Linked DNA regions of Mus musculus: all the other regions are linked to region 6. A link is a contact called in public HiChIP or PLAC-seq and promoter capture Hi-C data. All regions are on one chromosome and are shown on one strand. Each heading gives the region's core, a stretch centred on a gene start, on an enhancer-like site or on the middle of the called end of the contact. The rest is flanking DNA. Distances are from core to core; before and after follow the strand shown.

What was found. Promoter capture Hi-C pulls out the DNA fragments that hold promoters and counts their contacts. HiChIP or PLAC-seq counts read pairs in DNA pulled down with a chosen protein or histone mark.
Region 1: a promoter capture Hi-C map of stem cell-derived epiblast-like cells shows a contact between it and region 6, with 5 times the contacts expected there. The contact joins the promoter of Etv3l here to the promoter of Kirrel in region 6. A contact is called at or near these places in 11 of 39 promoter capture datasets (the 3T3-L1 cell line, 3T3-L1-derived adipocytes, the C10 cell line and 6 more), 2 of 484 Hi-C or Micro-C datasets (cortical neurons and hematopoietic stem and progenitor cells), 10 of 115 datasets of contacts at active chromatin or transcription factors (embryonic forebrain, embryonic stem cells, forebrain and 3 more) and 1 of 9 other capture datasets (adipose tissue).
Region 2: a contact with region 6 is called in a promoter capture Hi-C map of hippocampal neurons, with 5 times the contacts expected there. The contact joins the enhancer-like site here to the promoter of Kirrel in region 6. A contact is called at or near these places in 2 of 39 promoter capture datasets (the C10 cell line and hippocampal neurons), 2 of 484 Hi-C or Micro-C datasets (cortical neurons and hematopoietic stem and progenitor cells), 9 of 115 datasets of contacts at active chromatin or transcription factors (embryonic forebrain, embryonic stem cells, forebrain and 4 more) and 2 of 9 other capture datasets (adipose tissue and liver).
Region 3: an H3K4me3 HiChIP or PLAC-seq map of neural tube shows a contact between it and region 6, with 3 times the contacts expected there. The contact joins the promoter of Etv3 here to the promoter of Kirrel in region 6. A contact is called at or near these places in 1 of 484 Hi-C or Micro-C datasets (nephron progenitors), 11 of 115 datasets of contacts at active chromatin or transcription factors (bone marrow-derived macrophages, embryonic forebrain, embryonic stem cells and 5 more) and 1 of 9 other capture datasets (adipose tissue).
Region 4: a contact with region 6 is called in an H3K4me3 HiChIP or PLAC-seq map of pro-B cells, with 5 times the contacts expected there. The contact joins the enhancer-like site here to the promoter of Kirrel in region 6. A contact is called at or near these places in 2 of 39 promoter capture datasets (cranial neural crest and hippocampal neurons), 2 of 15 datasets of contacts at CTCF or cohesin (the NIH/3T3 cell line and large pre-B cells), 12 of 484 Hi-C or Micro-C datasets (adipose-derived mesenchymal stem cells, beige adipocytes, cerebellum and 7 more) and 6 of 115 datasets of contacts at active chromatin or transcription factors (embryonic forebrain, embryonic hindbrain, embryonic stem cells and 3 more).
Region 5: a contact with region 6 is called in a promoter capture Hi-C map of 3T3-L1-derived adipocytes, with 4 times the contacts expected there. The contact joins the enhancer-like site here to the promoter of Kirrel in region 6. A contact is called at or near these places in 7 of 39 promoter capture datasets (the 3T3-L1 cell line, 3T3-L1-derived adipocytes, cranial neural crest and 3 more), 2 of 15 datasets of contacts at CTCF or cohesin (the NIH/3T3 cell line and large pre-B cells), 21 of 484 Hi-C or Micro-C datasets (adipose-derived mesenchymal stem cells, beige adipocytes, cerebellum and 12 more), 16 of 115 datasets of contacts at active chromatin or transcription factors (the NIH/3T3 cell line, astrocytes, craniofacial prominence and 9 more) and 1 of 9 other capture datasets (embryonic stem cells).
Region 7: a promoter capture Hi-C map of embryonic stem cells shows a contact between it and region 6, with 2.9 times the contacts expected there. The contact joins the promoter of Arhgef11 here to the promoter of Kirrel in region 6. A contact is called at or near these places in 8 of 39 promoter capture datasets (the 3T3-L1 cell line, 3T3-L1-derived adipocytes, the SN4741 cell line and 5 more), 2 of 484 Hi-C or Micro-C datasets (embryonic stem cells and muscle stem cells), 2 of 115 datasets of contacts at active chromatin or transcription factors (bone marrow-derived macrophages and embryonic forebrain) and 2 of 9 other capture datasets (adipose tissue and liver).

Annotation. Positions count from the first base shown.
Region 1 is chr3:87,547,947-87,551,607 of GRCm38.p6, forward strand. It overlaps Etv3l (ets variant 3-like), which reads left to right and starts at 2,111. Exons shown (of 6, transcript NM_001370856.1): 1 at 2,111-2,289.
Region 2 is chr3:87,564,305-87,568,088 of GRCm38.p6, forward strand. No RefSeq gene overlaps it. Among named protein-coding and RNA genes, the nearest start is that of Etv3l, 16 kb to the left of the region's middle. Within about 2 kb of position 2,102, at least 226 of the 459 cell types and tissues checked have an H3K27ac peak or open chromatin away from gene starts, as enhancers often do. A contact at or near this core is called in cortical neurons, embryonic forebrain, forebrain and 3 more, where this site is marked.
Region 3 is chr3:87,523,724-87,527,274 of GRCm38.p6, forward strand. Etv3 (ets variant 3) reads left to right here and starts at 1,855. Exons shown (of 5, transcript NM_001083318.2): 1 at 1,855-1,936; 2 at 3,535-3,551. The coding sequence starts at 3,548.
Region 4 is chr3:87,486,702-87,490,429 of GRCm38.p6, forward strand. Gm40085 (predicted gene, 40085) reads right to left here. Exons shown (of 2, transcript NR_168327.1): 2 at 320-628. It also overlaps a transcript of Fcrl5 not described here. Among named protein-coding and RNA genes, the nearest start is that of Gm40085, 24 kb to the right of the region's middle. Within about 2 kb of position 1,435, at least 54 of the 459 cell types and tissues checked have an H3K27ac peak or open chromatin away from gene starts, as enhancers often do. A contact at or near this core is called in beige adipocytes and pro-B cells, where this site is marked.
Region 5 is chr3:87,507,469-87,510,928 of GRCm38.p6, forward strand. All of the region lies in intron 1 of Gm40085 (predicted gene, 40085), which reads right to left. Among named protein-coding and RNA genes, the nearest start is that of Gm40085, 3.4 kb to the right of the region's middle. Within about 2 kb of position 1,758, at least 84 of the 459 cell types and tissues checked have an H3K27ac peak or open chromatin away from gene starts, as enhancers often do. A contact at or near this core is called in 3T3-L1-derived adipocytes, beige adipocytes, pancreatic cancer cells and 1 more, where this site is marked.
Region 6 is chr3:87,172,964-87,176,456 of GRCm38.p6, forward strand. It overlaps Kirrel (kirre like nephrin family adhesion molecule 1), which reads right to left and starts at 1,574. Exons shown (of 16, transcript NM_001170985.2): 1 at 1,433-1,574.
Region 7 is chr3:87,616,296-87,619,844 of GRCm38.p6, forward strand. Arhgef11 (Rho guanine nucleotide exchange factor (GEF) 11) reads left to right here and starts at 1,264. Exons shown (of 40, transcript NM_001003912.2): 1 at 1,264-2,497. The coding sequence starts at 2,466.

The DNA.
Region 1 (3,661 bases), core at 861-3,360, 380 kb after region 6:
CCTCCCCAACATTATCTTTCCTCTTTATTTTGAGACAAGATCTTGATAAGTTCTACAGGCTGGACTCAAAACTCACTGTGTAGGCCAAGGTAGCCTTGAACTTGTGATCCTCCTGCCTCAGCTTCCCACAGTGCTAGGATTATAGGCATAAATCACCACACTCCACATATTTTAAACCATCTTAAAACCCCCAACCAAGTTGGCATTTTCAAGTGTACACTTGAAATCTCACCTGGATGCTGAGGCAGGAGCATTGTCATGAATTCAGAGCCAGCAAGGGCCATACTCAGCTAGGATGAGGTCCTGTTTCTAGAACTGAAAAAACATGAATGTATTAACTGTGTATGGAGGCCGTGTGAGAAGCTGGGTAGGTAGGTGGATACAGGAGGGGTATGGGTGCCTCCTGGTGTTCTGCTCAGTGACAGGGCCCATTACCCCAGGACTCTGCCCACTTTGCTTTTATCTTGTAGAGGAAACAGCTGGCCAGCTGAGAAACCACCTTCAAGCCCAGTGCCTGGCTGGCTAGTCCACATATAATGACATGGATGGAGCAGGAAGACAGAGACACTGGAGGCTGGCAGCAAGGAGGGCTTCCCTGTCGGGTGTCCAGGAAGATGAGAAGAAGTATGCTGGGGTGGTGACCAAGCAGCAAAGGAGAAGAGATGGAAATACTAAGAAGCAGCCAGCCCCCCTCTCCCCACCCCCCAACTCTCACCCTGGCCTCAGCTTGTGTTCTGTAAGGGACTCTGCACTGTAGTAACAGAGCCTGAAGAGCAGCCTCCTGTCTATGGTGGACAGGAGGCCCAGGCTTCAAACTCTTAAGTGAATGAGCGTAGGTGGGTGATGGCGAGCAAGGGGCAGGCCAGCCTGCTGCACTGCAGACCCAGCACCTACGACAGACAGCAGGATGCTAACTACATCTCCTCTTCCCTTCACCGTGTGTCTCCTCTTGCCCATCACTGTGCGAGGTTACCCTTCCTGCATGGCTCTGGCCTACGGAGCCCTGCCTTCACCAGGACCCTCCCTCCCTCCCTGAGGCCCAGCTCTTGTCTTCCATCAATCAGCCCCTCTCCCACCTGTCCATCACGCTAGCTTCGGTTGATTTAACCAGAAAACAAGCCCAGAATGTAATTCCGTGCCCTCCATCCCATCTCCATCAGCTCAGAAGGCAGTATGCTGAGGGGTGGGGGCATGGCCTCCCAGAGTCAGTGAAGACAGGAAAATCATACTGATACCAACAACATCCATCAGCCTTCTCCCTGCTTGGGGCTGGAAAGCTGAACACAGCCCTGACAGGCTCCAGGGTGGCTTGGTCCCAGGTATCAACCTGAGATCCTGTTCCTTAGGCATCTCAGCTAAGTTCTCATCTCCTCCCCAAGATGTCCTGGGAATTCTAGCCCTTATCTTGTTCCTCACTGAGCTGTCTGATACTCCTGTAGTCACTGTCTCCTAACTGGCTTAGTCTTTAGTTGGAAGTTCTTCCTGTTGTCTAACTTCAAGTCAAATTAGTAAGGTCTTAAAAAAATTTTTTTAATCTCTAGAACCATAAGAGAGTAAACATATTATGTGCCTTTAAATCTTTAGAAAAATGACCTTGAGTAACTATCATGTGGAAGATGGGACTCACTGGTGGAAGAATTTGCCTAGCCATGTCTCCAGTACTAAGGAGTAAGTAAAAAATAATATACTTTAAAATATATTTCATCTATATCATTTTATTCTAGCCAAAGAAGGAAAGTTACAGGTTGTGACAATCTGGCACTAGTGAGTGAGTGAGTGAGTGAGTGAGTGAGTGAGTGAGTGAGTGAGTGAGTGAGTCAGTGAGTCAGTGAGTGAGTGAGTGAGAGCGCATCTCAAGCAAAGGCTGGAGTCACGTTTAAGTCTGGGAGGTATGAGGTCAGTTTTTAGATCTGAACTCCGATCTCCACAGAATGCTACACAAGAAAGAATGGATGGCTAGACAACTCGCAGGACGTCCCAGCAGGTCAGTAACCTTGAGAAGAATTGAAAAGGAGGAAGTGTCCCTAGCAGGTACTTTAGGAGCCAGCCACCCCACAGGAAGAGCCCCTACTCTGCTGCAAGGTGGACACATGTGTGGGGTGTCTGTATAAGGCATCGAGCCGTGCCACTGGCTCTCAAAGGGTTAATGGTGCTGTCTGCAAACGACCTTGGCTCCCCTGGGAGCTTGGAGATCCCCGCTCTCATTTTAAGTAACCCTAACGCGATGAGCAAGGGCAAGGAGCGAGTCAGAAGGAACCAGACTGCGCGCAGAATTGATGATCCAAAGCGGTAAGCCATCCTGGCAGGTCTGAGACGGGGGCTCCTCTGTGCACCCGGATATGGAGCCAGTTATGGGACAGTTGGGAAGTGGGGCGGAAGGAGCTGAAGCCCACAGGTGTGGCGAGGCTTTTCTTTCTCCAGAGGAATGGCACAGAGCTGGAGTTGTGTGCTCAGGGCAGAGAGCTTTCCGGCATCTGTGGGAGGATGTCACAGGGACACTGGTTCAGTGTAGCAGGGAGTTCTTCTATGAAGGTGGGGCCAGTATCTACTATCTGGAACAGACAAGACTCTGGGGTGAATGATGAGCAAATAACCAAGCTCTCAGCCAACTTCTCATCCTGCTAGCCTTGTGGGTCCTTAGGAGCCATGCCCCTGCCCAGGCTCATTGCTCCAGGGCACGGGTTGGGGTGGGGGTGGGGGTTTCGGGGGACGACGATAGTCGGGTCGGTCGGGGGTAAAAGGCCAGTTGTTGAGGCTGACTGGGGAGCAGATGGAGGCAGCCGAGTTGGGGAGCATCACGGAGTGGGTGGAGACAGGACAGAGAATTCCTCCTGAGCCTGGCAGGATGAACTAAAGGGATGCATGCCTCTGGTGGGGCAAGAGGGTTCTGCTCCATCCACCTGCCCCTCTTCCTTTCTCACACCGTTTCCCAAAGTACTAGGGCCAAGAATCCTGACGTATGAGAGCCCTTATGGTAGTGAGCACAGATGCAGGCTAGAGAGGCAGGTGCGATGCCAAGAGAAAGTTTCAAACTCTCTCCAAGCCCTGGGTCAGGGTCGGGGTGGAGGGGGTTTGATCTCTCTGGCTTTGTCAAAGGACAGTGGAGCCTCCTGGGCATAGAGACTCAAGCACAGAATCAGCTGAGAGAGCTTCAGACTTGATAGAAAGTGAAGGGCTCAGGTCTAGCCTGGAGGTCTGGGCTAGATGTAGACACGGGATTGGTTTTTATGGACGGAGGCCTTGGATGCTGGGATGCAGGGTTGCGGGCTACCTCTGCTTGCTGCCGGGTTTTCCGGCTGATCTAACGCCCTGCCCTGGGCAGTGATGAGCTCACCCAGCTCAACTGTTTGCTGGAACTTTCATCTCCTGCCTGCCTTGCCCTGCTGCCCCCTTAGTGCCTGCTGCACGGGATTTCTTGTTCCTGGTGGGGAGACTAAGGGCCGGGGTGGGATGTTCGGGAGGCTTCCCTAAGGAACATTGGATAAGAATATGATGAATGAGACCAGCACTGTGGGAAGAGAGTGGGCACCAGAGGCAGTTGTGGAAAGGGAGCAGCCCAGGGTAGGGGGAGACAGAAAAGGGCGGGCAAGAGGCAAAAGTGGCAAAGCCCGCCACACAGAACAGGGCTGGATGATCGGTGGTGAGACTGAGACCAGGAGAG
Region 2 (3,784 bases), core at 852-3,351, 390 kb after region 6:
TATGGCTATATATGCATGTATATACGTATATATGAACATCTGTATATATGCACACACATATAGACCAGTAAATACAATCCAATAGGCATTTATTAAATGTTTATTGTGATTTGTTTCTTTGGTTGGTTGCTTGCTTGGTTTTGGATTTTCTTTATTCATTGAGATAGTCTCACTATGTAGCCCAGGCTGGCCAGGAGCTTGTAATGTGAACTATGCTAGTCTCAAACTTGTAGCATTCCACCAGTTTCTGCTGCACAAGGGCCGGGATTACACATGTGTGCCACCATTCCATGAAATGCCATACATTTCTACTGTGCTTATATATGCACTGCTGTCATAAGGATAGGGACAGAATAAAATTACTGGGTGAAAAATCATGACACTGTAATGGCTTCAGGCACATATCACTCATCTGACTTCCAGAAAGGGATATGTTGTTTAAAACTACATTTATGCACCACTCGCTATGAGCCTGACTGTGGTGGTTGGGATGAAAGTACCCCCCTCCCCATAGGCTCATACATCTGCATGCTTAGTCCCCAGCTGATGAATTGCTTAGGAGGGGGGCAGTTAGGAGGTGTGGCCCTATTGGAATAGGTGTGTACTTGTCAGAGGAAGTATGTCACTGTGGTGGACTTTGAGAAATTAAAATCCCATACCAGGCCCAGTCTTCTCTCTCTCTCTCTCTCTCTCTCTCTCTCTCTCTCTCTCTCTCTCTCTCTCTCTCTCTCTCTCTCTCTCTCTCTCTCTCTCTCTCTCTGCCTTCTACTAGAGGATCAGGATATAAAGCTCTCAGCTACTGCCCCAGTGCCATGCCTGCCTTTGTGCCACAGACAAGCCCCCAGTTAAATAAACATTTAACTTTATAAGAGTTGCCTTTGTGTCTTAGTCAGGATTTCTAATCCTGCACAAACATCATGACCAAGAAGCAAGTTGGGGAGGAAAGGGTTTTATTCAGCGTACACTTCCACATTGCTGTTCATGACCAAGGAAGTCAGGACTGGAACTCAAGCAGGTCAGGAAGCAGGAGCTGATGCAGAGGCCATGGAGGGATGTTCCTTACTGGCTGCTTCCCCTGGCTTGCTCAGCTTGCTTGCTTATAGAACCCAAGACTCCCAGCCCAGGGATGGCACCACCCACAATGGGCCCTCCCACCCTTGATCACCAATTGAGAAAATGCCTTACAGCTGGATCTCATGGAGGCATTTCCTTAACTAAGGCTCCTTCCTCTGTGATAACTCCAGCTGTGTCAAGTTGACACACAAAACCAGCCAGTACACTTGGTCATGGTGTCTCTTCCTTGCAATAGACCAGACCTGCAGCATCCTAAGTGCTTCCTATATGTCATTCCAACCAATGCTAGGGCTTCGGGAGGCAGTCCCTGTTTTCATCCCACTGTGCAGGTAAGGACAAGTACGGAGAGATGAAACCTGCTCAAGCAGATTCCTGCCAAGTGGCAGAGGTTGGGTGCAGACCCAAGCAGTCTCTTTACAGTCTGCCCAGGCATGCCGCTTCAGCGTGCCAACTACAGAGCAGAGACTTCCGGTGTACTCACCAGCAGCCCAAGACCCATTCCCTCTACCTGCACAGAAAGCACAGGCAGTAAAAAGGGGGCTCTTCAAGCACTAGTCTTTGTATGGCTCTAATTTGACAGCAAAGAAAGGCAGCAGTAGGTGATGCGCCCCATAGACTATAGAATACTAGGTCCTTTGCTTTAGAGGCGGTCCATGGTCCTAGAAAGTCAGGATGTCTTAATCCTTCTCTCAGGCTCTGCCTTCTCTCCACCATCTCCACGCCCTGGCTGCTCATGTACAATTCATCAGCTTCTCTGCCAGCCTAATGTTGCAACAGTGCAGGGAGAGGCAGCAGAGGCAGCCCTGAGCGGCTCACAGAGCTGAGCAGCCAGCTTACATAGCACCAATCACAGTCAATTACACATGGTGCATTGTGTTTGCACCAATCACAGCCCTGCCTCTTTCCATGGCACCAATCACAGTCAGTAACACATGGTGCTTTGTGTTTGCACCAATCACAGCCCTGCCTCTTTCGCACCAGCCACAGCAGTCCCTCTGTCAGGCCACTAAAGGAAGTTCTGCCCCTCTGGCCTTTGTGAAAAGGGTTGCAGGGTCATCCAGAGTTCACTGGGGCTGGTGACAGCGACGATCCAACAGCTGCAGATTGAGAAATCAAATAGCCCCATCCCGCAGGTGTCTACTTATGTACTACAGAATGAACACCAAGAGTGCTTCCACGGCTTGGAATTGGTGTTAACAATGATTTTGACAGGCTTACTAGTAAGTACATAATGCCTACCGAAGGGCAGGGTGAGTTCCCTTTATCTGTCTAGCTGGTGTCCTATTTAGGGTTGGTTACTGTTGCTTAAATGAAATATCGTGACCAAAAGCAATTTGTGGAGGAAGTCGTTTATTTCATTCACATTTCCATATAACAGTTCATCACCAAAGGCCGTGAGGGCAGGAATTCAAGCAGGACAGGAACCTGGAGGACAGAGGCTGATGCAGAGGCCATGGAGGGATGCTGCTTACTGGCTTGCTCAGCCCTCTTTCTTACAGAACCAAGGACCACCAGCCCACCTATAATAGGCTGTGCCCTCCCCCATCAATCACTAATTAAGAAAATGCCCTACAGCCAGATCTTATGAAGACATTTTTTTAGTTAAGATTCCCTATTTACAGATAAGTCGATACAGTCTGTATCAATAACAGATTGATCTAACAAAATTATTTAAAAGAAAAATGTAGACAAAATAGTGTGAGGATGGTACTAGATGTCAAGAGAGAAATTCCTGCATAAATTCATATGGACTCCATCATATACCAAAAGTCTAGAAAAATTAACAAGAACTAACATGAGGAGTTACATGTTGGGAAGAAGGGGGCAGATGTGAGAAGTGGGCTTCTTGTGAAGTATAAGGCTATCCTGTGTTTATTTCTGCTGGATTTAGTTTTTTTGAGATAGAGTCTCATGTAGCCTAGGCTAGCCTCAGACTCACTAGGTAGGCAAGAATGGTCCCATGTAGCCTAGGCTAGCCTCAGACTCACTAGGTAGGCAAGAATGGTCTCATGTAGCCTAGGCTAGCCTCAGACTCACTAGGTAGGCAAGAATGATCTCATGTAGCCTAGGCTAGCCTCAGACTCACTAGGTAGGCAAGAATGGTTTTGAACTCTTCCTGATGCCCCCAACTCCACTCCCTGAGTGCTCGGGTTATACATGTGTGCCGATCACACCTGGCCTCATCACGTGCATACAAAATTACAGTAAAATGACACTTTCCCCTGCCAAAACCACAGCACACAATTACGAGAGAAGGCCGGCAGAGTATCGCAAAAGTACGCGTGAGGCTTAAGCAATAATGGCATTGTATTACGAAGCTGCCGTTCTGTGGTAAGGTTAATTATAAAGACGAGTGTGTCATACTCCTTCCTTCCTCTGTGCCCTTTATTATCCATACGAAGGAAGTGACAGCCAGGTCCACACATAACCTCACACCTGCTTCTAACACAGAGGTCCCCACCCTCGAACTTAGACACCTGCCGTCAGGTCCACATGTTTCACTCATTAGTCTAGCATGCACATGGGGACTGTGATGCTCATTCTCGAAGCGTGGCAAGCTCTCAGGCGCCTCAAGGCTGTAACTCTATGGAGCAAGCCAGCAGCATGGTCCACGCAGACAGCAGAGGCCGAACCCTGAGAACCTGGCAATGCCCGTCAGCCTGAGTCCATCTGAGGCTGACTTTGCTTCCCATTCCACATCCCCTTTATC
Region 3 (3,551 bases), core at 605-3,104, 350 kb after region 6:
TACTCTGGCTACCAGTCCTCGATTATTGCTGGTGCTAGCCGTGCCCACCTAACCCATGAGCTGAAGGTTGGCAACCTCAGTTTCTGAAGAAACCGCTCATTCTGATCGCCTTGGTTTCGGAGTTGACAATGACTAAGGTTTGCATGAATGGTGTGAGACTTTGAGGATTCTTATCAGTCTCAAGATCATTTTCTCACCACCTAACCATATGCTATATTTACACTGTGCCATCCTCCGTCCTAAGTCGTAGAACATGGTGTTCACACATTAAATATCAAGGAAGTACTTATTGTAATCTCCTACGCAATAAGATACTACTAAACATCTAAAGGTGTCCACGGGAATACTCCAAAAATACTACATTCAAACAGAAGAGGAAGTGACAGTGACTACTTAACCGAGGTAACAAAGCCCATCAGTAGTTGAAGGCAAGAGGACTAAAATGTTATGTTCATTTCGCTCGGTGGTTCTCAGCCTTCCTAATGCTGTGACCCTTTAATACAGTTCCTCATGTTGTGGTGACCCCAACCATAAAATTATTTCCGTTCCTACTTCATAACTGTAATTTTGCTACTGTTATGAATTGCAATGTAAATAGGTTTAGACATAGGGGCTTACTAAAGGGGGTCAACCCACAGGTCGAGAACTGCTGATTCGGCTAAACCCTAGCATTTGTTCTGTAGACCCAAACATAGAAAATGGTGTTCTAGACTGGACAGAAGATGGAAACCATTATAAAGCAATTTCTATGCTCAGAGTGCTCATATTTCTAATCCTCTCAATGGTATTTAAATTTTGTTCATTTTACTGACTTTCAAACTAGAAGGGGCGGGAAAACTAGACCTCACCAACACTAGTCCTTCCTTTTTAAGCAGGTAAGGTAACCTTAGGCCATACTGAGTACTGAACTTATCTCAAGACCTCAAGAACTATCAATTATTAGTCTTGCATTGTGACACATATCTTTAATCCCAACAAGTGTGAGGCAGAGGCAGGCAGATCTCTGTGAGTTCGAGGCCAACCTGGGTCTCTACATAGTGCTTTCTAGGGCAGTCAGAGATACATTGTCAAGACCTCTGGCAAAACAAACAAAACAGTAGTAGAAGCCAGAAGGCCAGTTGTGGTAGTATATACCTATAATCCTACACACACAAGTACAGCATGAGATAATTACAAATTCATTGGCCAGTCTGGGAAGGGAGGTGCTAATAGGCATATCCAAAGCTAGAAGCCAACCTTTGATACAAATCATGGTAAGACTTCCATGTTCTGTGTCGTTCCCAGGAGGGAAAGGTTGTGATTGCATAAAGTTGTTGCTACGCACTCGTGCACTCGATGAAGACTTCAATTCTGCCTCTCATCTTCGCCTTCCCCCACTTTTCACCACTTTTCACTCTCATCCACTTAACCTTTACTGGTCCCAACACTGCCTCTGGAGGGAAACTAGGGCTGGGAACCATTTGGAATTACGGAAGCTGATTTCACATCCCTTATCACTAACTCTTGAACAAAATTTGTCTGGGACAAAATTGTAATTGCTTAATCGGGAACAAAAGGCAAAGGGAAAGGGAGGGGGGAGCGGTGTTTGAATGGCAAAGTCGTGCACGCTGTAACACTTGGACGAGGCAGATCAGGACTAAAAATGGAACAGTGCAAGGCAAGGCCAACTTCGCACGTGCCTCTGAAGCTCCTGTGCTCCTGTCAGCGCGGAAGAGCCTTCCTTCTGCAGAGGGTTCCAGCCCCGCGGCCTCCGAGCCACGGAGGGGCACCGGTACCTTCTGGGCGGAAGCCGTGCCGCTCACGACACCGCCCCCTCCCACCCTGGCCCAGAGTGGAAGTGACGAAAGCCGCCGCGGAGTCACTTCCTTCTGGGTGGATGAGGAGGAGCCCGAGCTGCCGCGGAGGAGCCCGAGTGGAGACGGACGGCGCCGGAGAGGTGAGACTGGTGGCGTCGGCGGTCGCGGCCCGCGCGGGCAGGACGGAAGGGACGCGGATGAGGGCGGCCGTGGAAGCCGCTGCGGACCAGCGGGAGCGGCGAGCCCCGCCGCAGGCCGGGAGGGTGACCGAGCGCCCTGGGGGAGTCGCGAACACCTGCAGACGCGCCTGCGGGCTCCGAGGGGCTGGATGGGCACATCGGGGGCCGGAGGATCGAGGAGAGGGTGCCCGGCTCGGGCGTCGGCCAGCGCGAGCCCACGGACACCAGGCTGAAGGGTGTTCTGGAGCAGGGAAAGGGCCCTGCGATCCGACAGCGCAGGGTAGGAGTTAGTCCCGGACAGTGTCCCAGAGCCTTGGAGAAATCGGTGTCTCTTCAACCCCATCATCACGGAAATGGGAGAGGAAGCTCTGCCCAGCCCTGGTGCCTTGTTACTTGTGTATATCCTGTGTGTGCCACTGTCTGTCTGTTGCCTCTTTCCTTGAGCCATTTGTCAGCTCCTGGATCCCGAGGGTTGTCATGGACTGAAACTTACTGTTCTCCTTAGTGTATTTGTCGTCAACGAAAATGCAGAACACCTAGAGGAATTCTAGGTTAGATGAAATTTCCAAGATTAGGAATTTGTCCCACCCCACCCTGGGGCCTCTGAAGCACCTGCAGTTGCTCCAGACCTGCTCTGGTTGGTGCCGGGGGCTGTCCACCCTGCAGGGTAATGAGAGTAAGTCAGGTCTCTCCTCCTCCGTCATTCCCGGTCAGTTTCACCCTCTCCTCCTATTCGCTGAAGGACTGACACAAAGCTGTCTGCTGCTGGGAACGGGAAATTTATTGAGGAACTATAAATCTGCATGGAATGAATTCAGATCCTAGCAAGATGCCTTCCTCCACCGGCCAGGCGATCTGAAGTACCTACTTTACCCTTTTTATTTCCCTGTTAAGTAGATGGCATAACATTTTTTTTCACAAAATTTTAGGAAAGTGACATGTTTCTTGTATGGAGTGGCTGTACACAGGACATGTTTACTTTCTGTATCTCAGAATACTGTTGGAAGGTGAGCCCAGTTTCTGACTGGAAGATGTCCTTCTCACACAATTCAAGAAATACGTAGGATCGGATGTTCCTTTTTGAATAGGGGATTTGGATTTTTTTTTTTCTCCCACTTCTTAAGTTGGTGTGTCTGGGTGAATTCAGGCTTGTGTATCTTGGCATCTGGGCTTGTCTACCAACAGAAAACAAACTGTGTGGCTTGCTTTTGCTGCCGTTTTGGACTTCTTTCACTGTTCCCTTCCCTCTCTTATGTCGGAGGGTCGGTTGGTCACAAGGAAGAAAGCAGATATTAAGGACAGTGTTTACACTTTGCGGCTAAGGTCAGGTGAGAGATAATTATGGCTTTTGAGGTGGATGACCCAAGGACCATCATTTGAGGACATGAGGATTACTAGTTTAGAGGTGACATGTTTGAAAGGTTAAAGAAGGCTTTGAAACGAAGTAAAGGCAACAAGAAGGATGTTGGGGGGGGGGAACTGTGACCCTCCCCCCCAAAAAAGCCTTAATTAGATAATTCATAACATCTCAAAATAGTAGTGTGACTTGTCTCTCTCAGCAGGAGGGCGAAAATGA
Region 4 (3,728 bases), core at 185-2,684, 310 kb after region 6:
CAGAGTAGGCCAAGGCACAGAATGTGAGACCCAGGCTAGAGCCTGGAGGAGGACATGGAAAGTCTGGGTGCCTAATGGGGTAGTGTGGAAAAGACTTATAGTGGATCTATTCAGTTTCAGGTAGCACAAATTTTGATAGAAGCCTAGATGTTAGCTACAGTGCAAGCAAGAGTCTCTAGTCTTCCATTTTCTTTTTTTTTTTCCAAGCCCAATGCCCTGAAGACAACATTGTATGTAACTATAGTTCAAGACCAGAGGCTGGCTCCTGTTCAATGTACCAGGTTAAGCCACTTACCAAAGAAAGCAAAGAAAAGTAAGATGAGAGGCAAGAAAATATTTTATCAAAACAGTTGTTTAGAGAGGCACAAAACACTGGAGCCCACCTTCATGGTCCTGGCATGAGTTTTAACATTAAATAGAGGAAGAATTGAGGCAGTGATGAGAAGCACATATAAGTAAGCCATCTTGGTCCAAGAGTGTTCCAGTTACTCATTCTCTACAGTCTGATTCAGCCATGTGGCCCAAAGAAGTCCTTCTTGCTAAGGGAGCAGTCTTGTTCCCCATGAGATGATTGCTCCTACTTAGGCTATCTCATGATGGAATGATTTGTTTGTAGGTTCTGATGTGTCTGGAATACAAGATGAACACAGATTTAGAATCTTGATGAGGGTGTGGCAGCATTCTTTGATTACACACATCTTTGTTTCTTTAGCCTTGAAGAGAACTGAGAGTATTATCATTTTTGAGACAGTTTTAAGCCTGCCTTCTGACTGGTGATTCTCCAGCCTCAGCCTCCCATGTCTAGAATTATAGCAATGCATCACACGGCTGCTCAGACAGATGTTCCTTCGGTAATTAGCATGCCCAAGTTAACTGTCCAGTTAAGCATAAAGTTTGAAGGAACGGGGTCGGGGGTGGGGAACAATAAAAACTGAAGTCCCAAAAGCTAGACTTTCACTCAGCTCTGAGTCACCTTACAGGCCCCAGAGAGGAGTTGGTGCTTTTCATTAAGAGCAATGTCTAAGAGCCTGTTATAGATTCCCTTTAATATATTTCACCTGCTAAAGAGCATCCAGAAATGGAATGGTCTCCATTCTGTCACAAAAGCTCCCTATTTTAAATGACGCTGAAGAGCTCACTGATCATTCCACAGCCCTATTTCACAAATGTGCTCTATCCAGTCCACTAAGCTGCATGAAACTCACTGGATGTTCATTGCTGGCTGGGGTTCTTTGTAATACGAGTCAAAGCCTTCCTACCATTCAGCTCATTAGCTCTTACTATTTTGTTTCTTTTCTTTTTGAAAACTTCATACAAGAATACATTCTTGTGTGTTGAGCATTCATTCCCCCACCCCCACCCTCTGACTCAGTGCTTCTTTCTCACCAGTCCCCTGATAGTTTCATTTCTCCTTTCACAACACACACACAGACACACACATACACACAATGTGGTTCAGTGACAGAATGCTAAACGAAACCAACCACATCATATTTGCATAGGATCTTTTAGTTCTAGAAACTGTTTGTTCTTTTATAAAGAGGGTTTTCATTGAGTTTCCTGAATCTGAAGGCTGAGAGTCTTTTCACTGGGAGCTGGAAACTCCTCACATACAAGAGTCACATTTGTTCCTTTGAGCCTGTGTCTTACTCCACAATACATACTCTCCTGAAGGTGGTCACCTCCTCTGGTTTTTAGGGTTTGCTAAGAACCATTATGAAATAATTCCCAGTGTGTTAACATTTCTTCTAGGCTCTGCCCCACAGTTACCAGGCAACAGCCAGGTATGTCTGACTCATTATAAAAGGGGCTACTTGCCCCCTCCTCACTCTCTTGCTCTCTTACTCTCTTGCTCTCTAACCCTCTTCCCTCTCTGTCCCTTCTCTCCCCATTCCCCTCCCCCATCTCTCCACATGTTTATGGCTGGCTTCTTCTCTTCTACTCCTCTATTCTCTCTCCCTCTCTCTCTCTCTCTCTCTCTCTCTCTCTCTCTCTCTCTCTCTCTCTCTCTCTCCCTCCCTCCCTCCAACCCTCCCTCCCTCCCTTCTCAACTCTCAACTCTCTCTCAACTCCCCTCCCCATGCCCTAAAATAAACTCTACTCTATACTATATCCATCGTGTGACTGGTCTCTCAGGGGGACGGGATGCCTCAGCATGGGCCCACAGAGGCACCCCCTTCCCAGCACCATACTGTGCCTCTACCAAACATATCCCTGACTTCTTTTTCTTTTCTTTTTTTTTTTTTTTTTTTTTTTTAATGAAACACAACACCCAGGGCCAGGCAGCGTGTCAGAGAGGAGGAAGAATCAATACCCAGGAATGATAAGGAGGTTTTCTGCACACTGTTACTCTCATCCAACTTTTTCATATTTTATAGGAGAACAGGTGATAAAATGTCATGCATAGATTTAAGACATACCCAGGCCCTGAAAAGGCTTCTGCTTAGTGGCAATGAACCTGGAAAGGAGCCCCTGAGCCAGAAGAGAAGTGTACACCAACAACTCTCCTTGCTCACTGGAGAAGCCCAGGCCAGTGCAGCCCTCTCCAGCTCAGACTCCAGAGTCTAGCTGACCCCTCTTTCACAGCACAGCTTCAAGACAGTGTTACCTCCTGTGTTTCAGGCATGGATACCACAGTGTGAAATCCTCACTTCTCTGCTCCAGGTCTGACATCTGTTTCCATCCCTTTCCCCTTCAGCCTCAGTCTTTCCCTCTTGAGAAGACATAGGGCCTCACCCCTTTTGTAGCCTAGAGTGCCTGAGCTTGGATCCTCAGCCTCCTCTTCACTGTAAGCTAGTTGCCTCTCTCCCTTCATCCTGATTTTGTAAATGTTAACAAATATTAAATGCTCTGAAGAAAGGCTAGAGAGATGGCTCAGTGGTTAAGGGCACTGACTGCTCTTCTAGAGGTCCCGAGTTCAATTCCCAGCAACCACATGGTGGCTCACAACCATCTGCTTTGTAATCTGATGCCCCCTTCTGGCCTGCAGGTATGCATGCAGATAGAGGGCTAATAGACATAAAAATAATATCGAGGGATATTAGATCTTGTCACAAGCCTTTTCTGCCTCTACCAAGTTGACCATGTGATTTATGTCCATGAGTCTATTTAATTTATAATATTTATTGATTTATTATATTCTGAACATCCCTGAATTTCTGGGATAAACTCAACTTCATCGTGGTAATTGCCTTTCTGATGTATTCTTAAACTTGAGTTGCAAGTATTTTACTAATCTATTATTGTCTAATATTGTCAGGGAAACTGGTCTGTCTGTAATTTTATTTTGGTGAATCTTTATCTTTTGATAGCAGAGTAATACCAACTTCATTATAAGAGTTTAATAATGTTTCTTCCTTTCCTAATTCCCTCTTTAGTTGGGAAATTTTTAATTTCTGTTTATTGTAGGTTATTTTTATTTGATTATAGGAATTTTTTCATTTCCTTCTTGATTTTTTTTTCATGGACCCATTTGTCATTCAATACTGCATTGCTTAATCCCCTGAGTTTGTGCATGCTTCAGGGTTTCTCTTGTTGTGGATTTGTAGCCTTATTCCCTAAATAGGATATTAAATATTAGAGCTCTTATATCCGGGCTATTCCCACCCAAGAGAAGGAGTCCAGGAAGAGTTAGTTCTTCATGAATTTGAAATTTTTATTGAGCCACATAGACCTGGCAGGGGACACATACTCTTATAACTACAAATCTCGAGGCAGTCTCAAGCTGA
Region 5 (3,460 bases), core at 508-3,007, 330 kb after region 6:
AGAGAGCCAAGGAATCTTCTCAAGTCTGTCTTCTGGGTCCTGAAATAAACTTCAATTTTAGTACCGGGTCAAGAATATGAACATCAAAACAGGCAAGGTCAAGGTGTGGTCCTGCCCATCTCTGATCCATTCTGTCCAGACTTCGGTCTCATCTTATAAGATGGTCTGACAACTTTGTTAGAACTGTGTGAGATCTCTTTCTGGGGGAGACAAGTTTCTCCCCCCCACAAAAGACCTGAGGTTTTTGTTTGTCCCAGTATGAGACACCTGGGGAAACTCCCATTTCTTTAGAGTCGCTCGTTCCAGTCATCTGATAGGATAGTCAGACGAGAGACACAAGTATCATTTTAGAATATCTTCATTTCTGCCAGGCCTAGTACAGTGAGAGAGAGTCCTGTGGTACTGAGTGAAGAGAGTAAGGGAGAAAAAAAAGAAAGAAACGATTGTCCATGTGTGACCCAAACTCAGACCAAGCTTAGCTGTCACGGTTACATTCTGAGGGGTCAAACTCGAGAAAAAGCGGTTATTGTGATAAGGTTTAGGGCATGCATAACCTGTGGCTGCGCCTGTCTTGACCGTGGTCCGTGAGGCCACGCTGTACCTTTAGTTTCGTACACTGTGTTCTTGTTCACAATCCAGAAGAATAAATTGGGTGTTTCTGAGATTTTAATCTCCCTCCTTAGGGTTATTTCTAGGTAAATCCCCAGGTGTCCACTGAGGTGTGAATGCTTTTAGAATCCTCTTACTCGATAGTGACAACTGTATATCTCACTACTGAATCACTTCGATGACTGCCAGTAAACCGGGACATTCTCTGGCCACATCTTCTGATTGTAAGTTACCTACACATATCACTGGGTGGCTCCACCTTCCTCCACCTGCTGGCTGTACAGAGTCCAGTCCAATCACAGGGCTAGTGACTGAGCATGCAGAATACTCCACTAGGGGGCGGTAGAGGCTCGGGGATTCCCTTCTATAACACCCTTCCGCTTCTTTTTTCTAAAGATCCAGACTCCAGTCCACCCAGGGTTTCCCTCACAGTCATTATTCCTCTTTGCATCATTTTTACCTCTGCTCTAGAACAGGCGCTGGAAGAGCCTACCCTCTAAGAAGAGGTTTAGAGAGTAAGTGGCCTAGAGGGTGGCATGGCTGGCTGATGGGACGGGGAATGTGCTCTGTCACCAGTGTTTTCTGCTTCGTCCTCCCCAAGGGCTATCGCTGGCTCTTGTTCGTCCCCTGCTGCGTTTGCTGCCGGAGGTCCCCAGAGGCTCATTTAGAGCCAGAGAGCTAAGTGAGGCATGGGTAAGAACAGAGACTGAGAGATTAAGTAAGAGTCCTGGAAGAAGAGGCTCTTGATCAACCGCCCAATTAATAGGGTCATTCCTTCCAACGCAGCCTCGCTAAGGAGAAACAGCGCCAAAAAAGACCAGTTTCCAGACACCCTCCTTCTTGCCCATGATAGGTCAGAATTGGGCCACACGTGGACTGTGCGCACAAACCTAGTTTCTCTAGGACAACTGGATTTCCGTAAGCACGGAGGATGAAATGCTCGTGTCTCCTTACCAGCCCCAGGATTTCGGATGACACGAGTGTTCAACTCAGGAAAGTCAACCATCCTATCTCACGGCATGGACAGGGACCAGGGCCAACCAAAGCAAGGCCTGGGAGACAAAAGGTGGAGCAGTCTCTCTCTCCTGTCGCCCTCTAGCTCCACTTCCTTCCCCTGAACTTGGCCTTGCCCTCCAGCCTCAGGGACCCAAGTCCCCAAGTCCAGATAAGTAGAGGTCAGAGTGTGTCCCCAGCTGACCAGGGAAACAGGCCTCTCCCCTGAACTTTGGTCTTGCTTAGTACCTGGGCAGCAGCCAAGAGTCAGGCTTTCCCTCTCCCAACTCAGACTTCCTGCTACTGCGGGCTGGGGAAATCCCAGACGCTAAACTGTGCCTCCCCACCCAGAGGCCAGGTCCTGAAGGCAGGGAGGGTTGGCAGGGAAGGGCCCTGGGAGATGTGGGTTCTAGGGATTACAGGAACCAAGGGAAAGGAAACCCAAGATGAAGATAGTTGGCCTCCTTCACTCCTTGTTCTTATGAGGATTTGACCAGTGCCAGCCACCTCAGGGGAGACCACTGAGAGCTGCTGAGGGCCAGTAGAGGGAGAGGGAGACGGCTGGGAAACACAGGGAGAGAATGATGTCTATTGAGGAAAAAAAGATCCAGACTGGCTGAGATGAGGGACCCTCGTTCCCCACACTGGGAGCTGGTCCCTCCTGGAGTAGGGGGAGGGGAGTGTCATTTACATGGAAGCCCCTCACCCACCCACCCCTCCCCCACTCCAGAGTAGCTGGGCTGTGGAATGGCCCTGTGCATGTGACAGGCTATTCTTTATCCTTTTCTGTATAGATTTGGGTCTGGACCTTCACAGCAGCTGTGATAGGCTTTCTCCCATGCTCCTGAGATGCATCAGTGGACTGTAGCCCAGCTAAGACCAGCAGTCTTCTGCTCCATTCCCCACTGCTTGGCAGTTACTGCCCTTCCTGGCCAAAGTGAATCCAGGACAGACACCTGGACCTTGGGTCATAAGTCAGTTCATGGGTAAGAGACTGAGAAACTTCCTTTCACAGTATAGAAGCCTAGCTCCATCTCCCTACACTGAACCCATCTGAAACCTACCTTCATCCTCCCTTCCCTTCCTCCTGGAAAAAGCCAGTCTGGAAGCCTCCATACCACCTGTGGTACCCAGTCCAGGCGGATGGCAAGCCCCTTTGGCCCCCAGAGCCTCACCACTAGTCTCCACACCTTCCAGGGGTCAGCTGGTGTCAGGTGCCAGTTCTGGAGAGATGAGTAAGACACCAGCCTCGCCCTTGGAGGGGGTTACCACAGCACAGCGAAAGTACTTTGCCAGGAGCACAAAGGGCTTCATCGGTGAGAACCGTAGCTCTAATTTGGGGCTAAGCAATGCAGTCTGCCCTGTTTCTGTCTGTCCTCTCTGAAGGGAATGCGGGGCTGGCTCTCTGGCTGCCGGCTGAGTGGTCTCACACAAGTGTCCCCCACTCCCCGTGACCTGTAGGATTCGGGAGGATTAGATTTCAGTGCCAGCACTGTTAGCTCTCATACACCAAGCCCTGCCCTGGGTGCCTCGTATGGAAGGTGCCATTTAATCCTTGCAACCCCAACTTCCTACCAGGAAGATGGCATTATCATCTCTACTTTCAGAAGAAAATGAAGCCTGAGAGGGTAAGTTGTCCAAATTGGTCCAGCTGGAAGGATTGGCAACAGAATTGATGCAAGATTGAGCTTCCTCAGCCAGGCAACTCTGCCGTCAGAATCATTGCAGTAGTAGCTAACTCTAGCTCTGTTTTGCTTTATGTGTGGGGTGTTCTGTCTGCTTCGCGTGTGTCTGTGCACATATGCATGCTTGGTGCCCACAGAGGCTGGAAGAGGGTATTGGATCCCCTGGGACTGAA
Region 6 (3,493 bases), core at 324-2,823:
CTCTCACACAGCGGATGTGCGCCTTCTCATGTTCTAAGAGGGTCCTGAGGCTCCAGGGAGGGAAAGGGAATTGAGACCCCTAAGCTAAGCCAAGCTTTGCCTTCCGAGCTGGAGGAGAGAGGGCTAGCAAAGGGGAGGGGGGTCCAGTGGAGCACCCCACCCCCTACACACACACACACACACACACACACACACACACACACCATTCAGGAGAGGAAGAGAGCTGGCCAATGCCTGGGGCTCTTTCCATTCTGCGGCTTCTCTCTTTCCAGATCACTCACCCACCCCAGTGAGAGACCACCTCCTCCATTTTGAAGACTGTAACATCTCTGTAGGCGCCTGCCTATAAGAATGTCTGCCCCAAGTTTCTTTGTTTGCTCCATGGCTGGGGTGTGTGGAAGCAATTCTGTGTGAGTGAGTGCTATGTCCTTTGAATGTAGGAAACATGTATGTACAGTTTAAGTTTGATGCCAGGGTATAACTAGGCAAGTGTGTGTCAGCTTAGAAGAGGAATCTTCCTTCTTCAGAGGTGTCAATCAGTGTCTTTGTGTATGTGTCTGTCTCCATGTGTGTGTGTGTGTGGGTGGTGGGGGGGTCTCCTTAGGTGAGTAGTCTGTCTCCATGTCTCTGTTGGAAGCTATCTGTGTGTCTGATTTCTGTGCTCCAGTTCAGGCGAGGGGCTCGACAGTGTTAAATCTTCCTTGGAGTCAGTCTCAGGAGGCAAAAGCCTTTTCCTGCAGACCCCAGGCCTGGCTGGGGTTTGGACCCTTGGTTCCTTCACGTGCATCCAGCCCAGTGTACCTGAATGCACTCATCTCTCTCCCACTCTTCCTACCAGCTCTGCCCAGCTAGTTCCAAAGGAGCCTCAGAAACCTGCACTTTTCTGACCCGAAGTGAGTGCCTGGCTCAGTCAACTCCCCTTCCCCTGAACCCAGACAACCCTGGTATCTAGACTTCTATCTCCCACCCACAACCTCCAGGGCGGGGGACCGAATATAGCCTTCCTTTGAGGGGCAGCCCCAAGCAGTATGCAGCCGCACATCAGATGAAGGTGACTGTAGGCTGGATTGGGGTAGCAGGATCCCTCAGCCTCATCTTAGGAAGCCTGCGTCTGTGTTTTCCACGCACTCCGCCCCCCAAATCTGAAATCAAATCCCATCTCCTCCCAGCCTTTCTCTTGCCCAGGACCCAGTAGTCCGGCCCTGGGCCCAGGAAGTGGAGGGATGGAGGAAGGACCGCCAGGAACTGGAGGAAAGACTTTGAGCACTCCGATCCCTTTTCTACTCGGATCTCGGCTTTTGCGACCTAAGTTCTCTGTTCTCCCGCGCAGCCAGAGGAAGCAAGTTGGGCCGCTTCACCAAGAACTCCTCGGTGTTCTCCCGGAAACTCCACGCCCGTTCCCTGGACTCCCTAGCCCGCGGCTGGGGCTTACCTTGTGAGAAAGTGTTGTAGAGAGTGAGGATCCAGATGAGGAGGCTCAGCATGCTGTCCGCCCGCCGCTGGGCCCCAGTCGGCGCGAGCGGGGCCGCCGCTGGCTCTCTCTCCTCCCTCCCGCCCTTGCACACAAGGCGCACACTCGCTTGCCTCTCTAGCCGCCGGCTCGCTCCCCTGGCCCCTCCTCTCGTCCCGCGCCCCCTAATAATTTCTGCCCTCCGGCTTTATCTCTCGGGGCCTCTCTCAACCTCCGCGCCGCGCGCTCTCTCTCCCTCTCCCTCTCTTCCCTCCCCGGCTCCCTCCCTCTCTTCCTGACGTCTGCTCTCCCTCCGACGGCGCCTCCCTCCACTGCCCTCCCCTGGTCCCCCAACGCGCGCGCACACACTCGCTCCGCTCGCTGGAACCGAGATGGGAGGAGAGCAAAGAGAAAGGAATTGAGGGCAGAGGCAAGGGGTGGGGAGGGGTGGGGAGAACGAGGCGTCGCAGGCTCTGGAGCAAGGACCGCTGGGTCCTGGCCCACCAGTGCTTGGTGCGAGACCTACTTTTACCCCCAGTGGTGTAACTGAGCCGGGCATGGGGTGGCAGCCAGGACTGAGGACGAACCTTCATCAATTTGGATGACTGTGTTAGGAGGGGTGTGCTTCTTATGCGTCTGGGGGATGGGGGTGTAAAAGCTTTAAGATCTCTTCTTCGTTTTAATCCCAAACCCCAGAATCTAACCCTAGATGCCTAAATTAAGAATTCTCAATTAACTCGAGAGTGTTGGAGAGGGAGAAGCTCTTCTTGCCTACAAATCTCAGGCTGGAGAAATCTTGACTGTCTTTGAGCCCCTTCTGAGGGCTTCAGCCAGCCACATTGAGGCCCGCCTCAGCGCTGGAGTCCGTAGCAGCCATGAAGAGGCGCAGTTAACTCTTCCTTTGTTCACCCCAGACATTTATCTATCCGGAGGGAAAACCAAAGAACTCGGTGGCTTTCTCTTGTGCCTCCCCGAAGGCTTGCTACAGAAGGCAGCCACTGATCGATCTCTAAGCACTCAGGAACTTGAGGTGCACTGGGGTGAAGACATGGAGAATCGAAATAGAAGTGCATTCGGGTGGGTTCTCCAGTCCAGAACCCAGTGTAGTAGCCACCTCCTCTCCCAATCCCTAAATACATCCTTCTGCTCACTGGGCTGCTGAGTGTGGGAGAAATAATAGAAACACAGGAATTGCACAACTTTGCAATTACGCCCATCTGGAGAGGCCTCCACCTCTTCCTTCTCATATTCTAGATCTCCTGAGTCCCTAAAAGCTCCTGGCCAAGATAGCTTTATCTTCAGGCTTGGAACTAAGGCACACAGCTCTAGTGCCCTCTGCTGATATGAGATGGGCACAGTTTCCTCAAAAAATCTTGACAGTTAGATTGAGTGAGTGGTCCAGACGCAATCTGGAACAATTAGAGGGCACAGAAACAAAGTCAAAACTAGCCAGCTAACCAGTCAACCAACCAAACTAACAAACGACCCATAAGTTCATATTCAAAAGCATAATATGACTCAGAGTTCTCTTTATGTTAAAAATATTTGCAAGCATAGACAAAAACCAAAATTTTAAGACAGGGATATCTAATCCAGAGATTAAGAATACCACCCCACACAGAGACAAGCATCCATACAAACACATGCACTCAGACATGTTAGGGTTTTTAGTTTATTCATCAACTGATCATTCAACAGGTATTGCTTTGGTACTTGATATGGTCCAGTCACAAAACCAGTCAGATTATAAATGAATGAATGAATGAATGAATGAATGAATGAATGAATGAATGAATGAATGAATCCGAGTATAGTGGTGCATGTCTGTAACGCTAGCTCAGGAGACAATGGCGGAGAACTGGCTGGGCATCATGATTCACACCTTTAGTCCCAGTACTTGGGAAGGAGGAGGCAGGCTTATCTCTGTGAGTAAAGGCCAACCCGGTCCTTTTAGGAAGATCCAGGACAGCCAGGGCTAAAATGAAAGCCTGTCTTAAAACAACAGCAGCAACAACAAAACACACAAACAACAAAACCAAATGT
Region 7 (3,549 bases), core at 14-2,513, 440 kb after region 6:
ATGTCTTATAGGATTTCTCTCCAAGAGAGAAGGTTCTGAGTGGAAACTGCTACCCAGCAACCCCCTAGAACACACATAAAGAGGCTGAGTTTGGGTGGCTGTGAACTTGCTCTCACAATGCTGAGAAGGGTAAGAGGGTGGCACTTACTCACCAGCCATTCTTGGCCTACTCAGCAAGCTGGGGCTGTGGAGAGAGACCAGGCTCCAGAGAAGGGGTGAGGTTGTTTGGCATTTGAGGAAGAATGCCACCCACACTTGTCCTCTGGGCTCCACAAGCACACCTGTGGAAGAGCGCAGCAATTGTTAAGGTTCAGATGGCAAGCACTCAGAAATTTCAAGAAGTTGTTTCAAGAGTCACAGTGCTGCTCCCCACGGTTATAGAAACAATATCAACTCCAATAGCTCTAGTGGTAGAGGTCAGTAGTCCACCGTCCTCATCCATGCGGAGATGGGTTTTTGCTGGTGCCTCTGCCTTTAGGGGTTTGTACTCCTAGAAGTAACCCCAATAAATCCACTGGCTGTTGAGAACAGGCTTCAGTAAAACTGTTGGTGCACTATCTAATGTTAACAGATGTCTGGTCTCACCAGGAAGTCACATATTACACACACACACACACAAAATAACAAAGTGTATTCATCAACCTGTACTGGAAAAGTCTCCTTTTTACTTCAATCTTTACTTCTGACTTCCGACAGTTACTTGAAGAGATTTAGAAACCGTGATTTCACGAAGGGGGTGTGTGTCATCGAAATAACATTGCCCTGCAAAGGCTTTTGCATTGAAATTAAAAGGCAGAGCCATACAAGATACCCAAGCTAAATCGAGTACAGCCGCGAGGGGAGAGACGGTGGGTGCTCAGAGGGGCGAGGGCACAGCTAAGAGGGTTCCTGGTAACTTGGAAAGGAGCGCGACAAATGAGTGAAAACGGGCAGAGGAGGACGGGACCGCAGCGAGAGCGCAGACAGAGGCGCGGCCAGCGGACACTGCGGAAACAAAGGTCGAGTCTCTGGGACAGCAGCACCGGGAGCAGCTAGGCCGCAGCGCGCGGACCGGGGGCGCGCGGGGCTGTGAAAGGGCGGGCGGCGCCAAGGAGGAGCCAGCGGCCGGCCCGGGCGAGCGGAGTCCGCCGTGGCGGGGCTGTGGCGAGGCGGGGCGAGGCGGGGCGGTGGCGGGGCGGGGCGGAGCGGGGGTGGGGCGGAGCCGGCCGGCGGCAGCGGGCTTGGCCTTAGCGAGCGAGCGCGCGCGGGGGCGGGGCCGGAAGCGCAGCGGCCGCGACGCGGACGCCGGGAGCGGCCGAGCGGGGAGGCTGTGGCTGGCGGGCGGGTGGGCACGGAGGCCGAGGCCGCGGCCCGGGCTCTCCGCGCCGCTGTGGAGGGCGCCCTGGCCCTAACCGAGCCGCAACAATACTAGGAGCGGGTCGCCGGACACGATCGGCGGGCGAGGGGGAAGCGGGACTACCGCTCCAGAGCGCTGCGGCGAGAGAGACTTTCGGAGCCTGGACGTGCTGGAGCACACAGAGCTGACTGAGGAAATTGTCTGAGAAAAAGGCCGATCTGAGGCTGGGTTAGGTGGAGGAACCTGCAAGTCGAAAGGGAAAAGAAGGTTTAAGATTTCCTGGGGGTTTGGCCAATGCTACCGTTTTGAAGGTAGAAAGCATTGCGCTTCAGGTGTTTTGTGATTGTTGTGTGTGTGTCTGCACAATTGGTTCATTTCAGAATTCAAAAACCTTTACTGTAGAAGAAGATGGTTGTTTTGTTTTGATTTTTAAAAGAAATCCGCAAATTTTGCTTCCCAGGGCTGCACTGGACCGTGTTGTGTACATACTGCTGTGTGGTTTTATTTATTTTAACTGTGCAAATCGTCTGGAAGATTTTTCTCCCAAGTGCCATTTCGGATTTGTTCAGCCTTTTTGTTTTGTTTTGTTTTGTTTTTGTTTTTCCTTCCCTGGAATAATTCTGCTGTTGGCATTTTAAGCATTTGGAAACCAGAGATTTTTTTTTTCAACCTTTGGAGCTTAAGGCTTCCCTGTCAACAGAAGGACAGCTGGGGAAACTGGATTGAAAGGATGGCTTTTATCTGTCTGCAACTAAGACTGATATTTTGAAGTCAGATTCTTTCTGTGGTTCAGTTTTTAGCCCGTAGGGCTAACCTTGAAGAGATTTGTGGTTAACAGTTTGGTTTCTAAGAAGGTCATAGTTTTTCCTCTCTTTTTTTCTTTTCATTTTCTTTTTTAAGACGAGGGAGGGGAAGGTTAAGGGTGAAGGAAGGAGGAGACCATGTTAACCGATAGAAGCAGAATAGCACTGCAGTTACCAGGGTCCTGACAGCTGGAAGAAACAAGGATTCAGTCTTCAACTTGGGAGGCCTTCCTCTCACCTTCCTTCAAAATTGCAAGGGACTCAGGCCTGATCAAGACGCCCAAAGAAACTACAGGATTCCAGAACTGTGGAGACACGGAGAAACCATGAGCATACGGTTGCCCCATAGTATAGACAGGTATGTTTAAATAATTGAGGATTTTTTTTTTCCAACACTTATTAAAATGACTGGGGGGGAAGTGTTGTGTTTGCCTGGCTGGGCTGTGGGATAGATAGGCTGTGGTCTATGAGGACTGTCAGTGTGTCAGTATATATGTTTCTGTACCCTCGGTGTGTGTTCATGTTCAAAATGTACCCCATAGTTGTGTGTCCTTTCTAACCAGTAAGCAGTGAGGCTGAGAGGAGGGGGTGATGCTTGCTGTGGCTTTTACCTTACACCAGGTATAAGGCTCACTCTGAGTCCCCCAGCTTGCTAGCCTAGGGATCAGGTTGGACCAAACCTGCTCATGTGAACCCACAGGGCTGAGTGGGGACTAGCTTTAGCTATCTGGGGAGGGTCGGGGGACGGCTGACAGGGCTGGGAGCCTCCATGAGGCTGATAGTTATGGAATGGTGGGGCACAGTGGTAGGTAGGGTGGTTCCCATTTAAAATGAGGAAGATGCTGTTGCCTGAAATGTTGGGACAGTGTCACCAGTGTCACCAGTGGTTGATAGAGCTCGGAAATGTTTAGGCCACATTAGGATTTCTTCTTCCAGTTGAGAGTTTAAATTGAGACCTACCAACAGGCTGATTGATGCTCCAGGTTTAATCTTCCAAGCTGTTCTCAATAAGCTTGACTCTGCAAAACAGGCCTTCCCTTTGCTTGAAGCCGGAAGGAGTTGTTTTGGCTCCTAGGCCCTTGAAATCAGCTGGAAGCACATGATGCCCCTTCCCCCATGAGCTGGGTCTGGCTTTGCAGTACAACTTTGGTAGGTGTCTGCCTGGCCATCCCTTCCCCTTTCCCTCTTCAACCCTTCCTCCTTAAAAGTCCTCTATGGAGGTGTGTTTTGTGGATATTCTATACGTCCTAACTGGATAGATAGGTAGGTGGTTGGAAACTAACAGTCCAATGGAAACTAGTATTTGTGAGGTAGGAAGGAATATCTGGAAGTCTACCTATCTATCTATCTATCTATCTATCTATCTATCTATCTATCTATCTATCTATCTATCTATCTATCTGTAAGTCA